Regions from separate parts of the Gossypium hirsutum genome. Here region 2 is linked to region 1. Evidence: chromatin contacts called from public Hi-C data. All regions are on one chromosome and are shown on one strand. Each heading gives the region's core, a stretch centred on a gene start, on an enhancer-like site or on the middle of the called end of the contact. The rest is flanking DNA. Distances are from core to core; before and after follow the strand shown. Region 1 holds the start of LOC107956680 (protein GAST1). Region 2 overlaps LOC121219457 (DDT domain-containing protein PTM).

Region 1 (3,375 bases), core at 360-2,859:
AGATTCATAATTTAACTCTACTTTTGTTTAGACGATTAAATCATTAGTGAAATTACTGAATATTTAATGCTAAAAATTTATTTCAATGCTTTTTTAAAGTAATTAAGAACAAAAATGCTAAAAAAAAAAACAATCAAATTTCAAGAGACATTACTGATTGAATAAAAAGAAATTATAGTGGAGTGGTAAAAATAGAAAAACATTGGTAACTAAAATAACTGTCTGTGCAAATTACCCAATTTTAAAAAAAAATTAAAATTTTTTAATAAATTGCCTGTAATTACACATATTTATACAATAAACATATATCAAACACAAACCCATAAAATAACCCAAATTTCTCATAAAATGAAATGATATCACTGAAAAATGAATAGAGAAATCTAGTTTACTAATTCATTTTCATATTAGTTGAGTTACAAAAAAGTAACCATAACACTTCCCATCATTTAGATACCTTACCCAAATACCCAAATTTAAATGCAAAGCACATACTTCCTTTAAAAGGAAATACTAGTACAATTTACCATCATTTAGGGAAAAAAGAAGAAGATCAATGGCCTATAATTGGATTATTCAGCACTTTAACTAGAGAACAACATAGATATAGTTAGGAATCTAAGGGCATTTGGGGCCTCCTCTCTTGGTCTTCCAATTGTTGTAGCAAGGGCAAGATTGTTTGTTGCCGTAAGTGCCTGGAGGCACACACAAGCACTTGGCACAACACTTTTGGCAGAAGAACATGCATGGTTTCTTGTATGCTGTAGCTGAGCATCTCTGTGTGCATCTTGGACCACACTCTGCGTTGTTGTATAGACGAAGATATATTATTGTGTATGGGTGAGAAAGGGTCCAAAACCGTGTGCAAGTATGTAAGAAAGATCCGTTGTTGGAAATTATCTATCTTGTTTGGATTTTAGTGGCGGAGAAATTTAATGATATTCGATAACATTTGCAACTCTTTTGAAACTTATACCAAATTAGATAATTAGAACTGTTTTTAACTCACCTTGAGGACGAAGGCTCCCTTGGGTGGCACCATACTGCATTTTACATTGCAAAACCAATTAATACAAAAGGTTAAAGACAAAACAAAGCTTGAGGTTGGATAAGTTTTCAGTACCATTCCATTTCCATGGTTGCCTTGTCTTTGTTTTTGAGAAGGGCTTGATGCCTAAACAAAAATAGAGATGCCAAAAAATCAAACCATAGCTTAAAATGAAAGTACAATTTTGGCATATATTTGTCTATTGCATAAAATTTATGGGTGTTTACTTTTGTTAGTACTAATAAGAAAATTATTATACCATATACAGATATTATTATTAAAACAAAAGTGAAGTGATTTAAGACTAAATTATGAAATTATAATAAGTTTAATTTATATATGTCAAACAGATTGTGTGCCAATTTCCCATATAGTAAGAGGATTAAAATGAAAAAAGAGGCGAGTAATAGTAGCATACCTGGATTTCTCCAAGTAAAGCAAGTACTAAGAGAAAACATAACATAACAATGACAAGTGATTTAGCCATTTGAAGATGATGAAAGCTATGAAAATGGGGAAAGAAAAAAACAGTTAAAAGAAGAAGAAGAAGAAGAGAGATTGATGATTAGAAAAGTGGGGAAGGTGAGGGTATTTATAGGATGGTACCATGCTTGCTTGCTACTTGTTACTTGCCGTTTTCCACTAAATTCATTTCATATGGATCACACAGTTTCCACCCTCCAAATAAAAAAATTGGTTTAATAATAATAATACAAAGTTTGAGGTTATGATCCTGAACAATGGTTAATTCACTGTAAGTTCAAGAATTAAAATAGATTGAATTATTATATTTAGAGTAAAAAATTATATTATACCTTAATTATATTATATATGCTAAGTTATAGTACACCTCTCATGTATGTGGCAAAATATTATGTAAAATATATATTCATAAAAAATATATATTAAAATTAAATGAGGTTTTAATTGAAATGATGAAGTCGAGGTTTTAGGATGTTGGTCAATGTTTCTGGAATCGGGTCGATGGTCAAACCATTCTAACTATCAATTCTCGGATTGGCTAGTTCAAATCAAATAAATTATTAAAAAAATATAAAATTATGTTCAGCCATTTGTTTTTTAGCCTAGTTTAACAAGTTTGTAAGTCAATAGGGTTTTTTGCCCTCTCTTTAGATCATACCTCGACCAATATGTAGTTCAATTGGTCCAATTGGTAATCCTACCTGATTCTGAAACTACTAGTGGTGCCTTAGGTTCAAAACCCTTAGTCATCATTTATGGATTTATTTTGAGTTTTAAACAGAATGATTTTTTAAATAATTTTTCAACAAAATTAATATTTAATTGATTAGTGACATTAACAAAATCAATAGCTTAAATAGTGTATAAATCAATTCCGACCTATGTAAGCCTAAATAATGTTTTACATGATCAGATTGAGTTCAAATATTTTCTCATATTTTATGATAAGTCGGACTTAAACACTTGTATATTTGTTAATATGAGATTGGATCTTATCTCTATGGGTCTGCAATCATCAAAGACACCTATAATTTGAAAGGGTAACATAGTCGATGGAATCAAGAAACAAAATAGGGATTAAATGAAAAAGTAAAAACATTAGAGGAGAGAGTGAAAAAATAGAAATAAAGTAAGAAGTCGTCATTTTTCATTTTGATGCATAAAGTTAATCATTCTAAATTAGAAGAGAGAGAACGAGAGAAGATTCTATAATAATTGAAATTATTCAAATTTTTTAAAAATTTCATTTACTCCCTCTCATTTAATAAACAAAAAGAATTTTTTGTTAAAATTTTAAAATTTCCTTCCACGCATACGTATGGAATATATATATTTTCTATCATTCTAATTTACTATCCTTCAATTTTTTATCTTTCTAATTTTCTTTAAAAGTTTTAATATTAGAATGGAAGTAGGAAAAAGAAAACATCTCCCAACACTAAAAATTTCCATTCTCAAGACATTTGACATTAAAACTTTAGTTAAAATTAGCTACTACGTACAATTAGCGCCAGTTTAGCATTATTTTTTAGAAGTATTTTTAGGACAAAAAAACACTTTTGAAATAAAAATATTATTAAACAAAATACTTTTGAGACAAAAAATACTTTGTAAAAGTATTTTTATTTTTGCCAACAGCAAAAACAAAAATTTTAATTTTTACTCAAAAATGTTTTTTAAATTAAAATTGCTTCTGAAAAACAATGTTAAACTTGTTCTTAATCTATTCAATTTACGGCAAAAGGAAAGGAGGATAGGAGAGGCCCAGCAGCATGTGGCGAAACACATGCACATCTCCGTCTGATTTGGACCCCTCCACATGCTTTAACCGACAGCAACGCGAA
Region 2 (2,941 bases), core at 417-2,916, 67 kb after region 1:
TTTTGGTTTAAATAGATGTTCAAGCATACGCATTTTCATAGTTAATGGCCTTATACTTAATGGGTCGTTGTTCCTTAACTATTTCATTTAATTAACTATGTTTATTGTTTTTGTTTTGTTTTCTTTTTTTATTATCAAATTGGCAGGGAAGCTGTCTGCTGTCAGTATTGTAAGGGTAAGTGGTGCTCTTCTATATTAAAGTGTATTCAATTTGTTTTTATTTTTACAAAGTGATGCTCTGCTTGCTTGATGGTATTGCTTTAATGAGCTTCTAACTCCACAGGTGCTTTTCTTTACATATATTTCACATTTCTAATTAGGTTGATATAATTTCAGGGTTTTTTCATAAGAGGCATGTTAGAAAGTCTGCTGGTGCTATCATTGCTAAGTGTGCGTATACATGTCATCGCTGCTTAGGTGACAAGTCAAATGTCAATGTTAAAAAAGGGGGAAATATCATGAAACCTAAGGGCGACACAAAGGGGCAGAAGACGATCACAAAAACTGCAAGGAAATTGCCACAAAAAGGTAATAGGGCCAATGAAAAATCACTGGCAGTTCGAATGTCACTGCGTTCACGGAAGGATAAAAAGGGTGCTGCTGCTGTGCCACTGCGCCGATCACCTAGGAAAATAAAATACATTTCTTTGCAAAAGAAAAAGCCTGGTAGGTGCAAGAAAGGCAAAAAGAATTCAAAGAAGAAAGCAACTAAGAAGATAAAGGAAATTACTTGGCAGAGGAAGAGGACAAGGGCTTACCATAGTTACTGGCTTAATGGTCTTCAGTTGTCTAGTAAGCCAAATGATGAGCGGGTGATGCAATTTCAAAGAAAAATGGTTTTTGATCCTTCCGAGCATAAGATTGCCTCCCCTGATCCACCCAGATGTTTTCTTTGTTGTGAATCAGGATATGCATCTAATTCAAACTATATCGCATGTGAAATTTGTGAAGGTAATTAATTTTCAGCATTTTTATATCAGTTCACTGTAGGCGACTGCCTATTATTATAGACATTGACTACTGATGCTTGAAAATTTTTCCTCCTTTATACTTTTTCATAATATTCCTGTCAATTAATTTATGCAGAATGGTTTCATGGAGATGCTTATGGGCTTAATTCAGAGAACAAAAGCAAGATGATTGGATTTAGGTGTCATGTCTGCCGTAAGACGATCCCTCCTGTCTGTCCGAATATGATGGCCACAAGAGTTGATGAAATCTCTATTGGCTGAGTTGCACAATGGTGTTAGTACTTGGGACTGAATCTTCTGAAGAACATGGCACCCTCTCCCTATGTCATGTTAATTAAAAAACAGTCTACCAAGTGAAACTCGTCAAGGTTCATTGGCAAACGGGTGCTTGCATAAGGAGTAATTATTTACTAATTTGGGTACAAGTCAGAGTCCCATCATGGATTATAAATTGGGACTACTTGATGAGAATCAGAGTATAGATGCATGACAAATTTTAACATTGATTTGAAACCATATACACTAACATTAACATCTGATGAGAAAGTTAGGTTTGCAAGATAGTAGAACCAATACAGGACATGATGCAACTGCAATTGTGGCGGATGAGGCAAAGTGGCATTCCCGTGATGTTCTGCAGTATTTGATCAAAGGATACCTTAGATCATGACAGGTACCTGGATGTTCTGGACCAAACCAGTTGGAAGTCAGGTTGCAGATGGAGCTTCTGCTGAGTGTCATCCAGATAAGTTAGCATATCTGTTGAATTGTTAGATGATGGGGCAAAAACAACTTAGGGTAGATTTACAGTCTAACAGTTAATTGGTGTAACAAGACCTGGATTAAGTGGTAGGGCCTTGGATTTGTTTGTAGGACGAGAGTTACATGTAAATTTTCTGATGTAGAAATCATGGAATACTTTTAATCGGCGCATAGGAATGATTCATTTCCAAACAGAAGTTTAAAAGTTTATTAAAGTGGTAATCCATAGAAAGATAGGTATCAAACATGTTTTCTTGTTTTCATTATTAAAAACAAATTTTTATTTTTATCTATCATATGCATTTTTCAAATTTCAAAAAAAAAAAGAAAAAAGAAAAACCTGAATAAAACATTTGCAGCGAAAAGAAAAAGGAAGGGGGAGAGCGGGTCGACTTGGCGCAATCCTCTTTTCGGATTAAACCATTCCGATTTTGGCACCATTGATGAGGATAGGAATGGTGACACCCACATTTCAGAAAAACCTTTTTTTTTTTTTGAAGAGTTTGATAATAAAAAAAAAACTCCACTTTGTCATAGGCCTTTTTGCCAAATCAAGTTTCATTACAAAGGCTTCTTTTTTGTCTCTTCTTTACTTTTTAAAGAATTAAGCATAGGCTAAATAAGGATATATGCTATTTTTTTTTATTTGGCCTTTTAGGCCGTTATTTTTTTAAATTATAGGTTGTTTTTGGGGAAAGAACTTGACACGTTTTCCTGTCATCTAAATTGAAATCATGCCCAATCAGACGCACTTTCCACCAACGATCATTTAATTAAACATTAACGGTAAAATTTTTTAAGGGCCAACGGTAATTATATTTCTAGTTGAATACCAGATCATTTTTCATTCTTTTCACTGAAATTTAATTCTTTCAATTCTTTTTAAACTCTCAACTCTCTCAATTTTCTCAAGTTTTGTTCTAACTTTTTTGATATGCTTGTTTAAAAATATTATAGTTTTATTTAATTATTTTGTATATTATTCATTTCGATTAAATTTTCACGAATGACAATCTTTCTAATTCATTTCGAAGACAAGTACATTTTTACCACTCAAGCGATAATGGTGGAATGTGCGCCTAGCTAGGTGTGCTTTCTTGCTACGTCAGCAGAGAAGCTTGCCTAGCTGGACGAGGTTTCACTAACATTTGATAAAACCTAAAAAAAAGTACCTAACTTGGACAATTTTTTGGCAGATTTGATTTGAA

What was found. A called contact is a pair of places that touch in the nucleus more often than the background predicts.
Region 2: a Hi-C map of fibers shows a contact between it and region 1, with 2.2 times the contacts expected there. The contact joins the enhancer-like site here to the promoter of LOC107956680 in region 1. A contact is called at or near these places in 10 of 34 Hi-C or Micro-C datasets (anther, callus, fibers and 2 more).

What each region holds. Positions count from the first base shown.
Region 1 is chrD07:19,000,482-19,003,856 of Gossypium_hirsutum_v2.1, forward strand. It overlaps LOC107956680 (protein GAST1), which reads right to left and starts at 1,610. Exons shown (of 4, transcript XM_016892256.2): 1 at 1,467-1,610; 2 at 1,124-1,174; 3 at 1,010-1,043; 4 at 375-800. The coding sequence starts at 1,535. The coding sequence ends at 619.
Region 2 is chrD07:19,067,680-19,070,620 of Gossypium_hirsutum_v2.1, forward strand. It overlaps LOC121219457 (DDT domain-containing protein PTM), which reads left to right. Exons shown (of 9, transcript XM_041097662.1): 7 at 147-175; 8 at 337-951; 9 at 1,087-1,904. The coding sequence ends at 1,232. Among protein-coding and RNA genes, the nearest start is that of LOC121219457, 11 kb to the left of the region's middle. Within about 2 kb of position 1,667, at least 3 of the 9 cell types and tissues checked have an H3K27ac peak or open chromatin away from gene starts, as enhancers often do. A contact at or near this core is called in fibers, where this site is marked.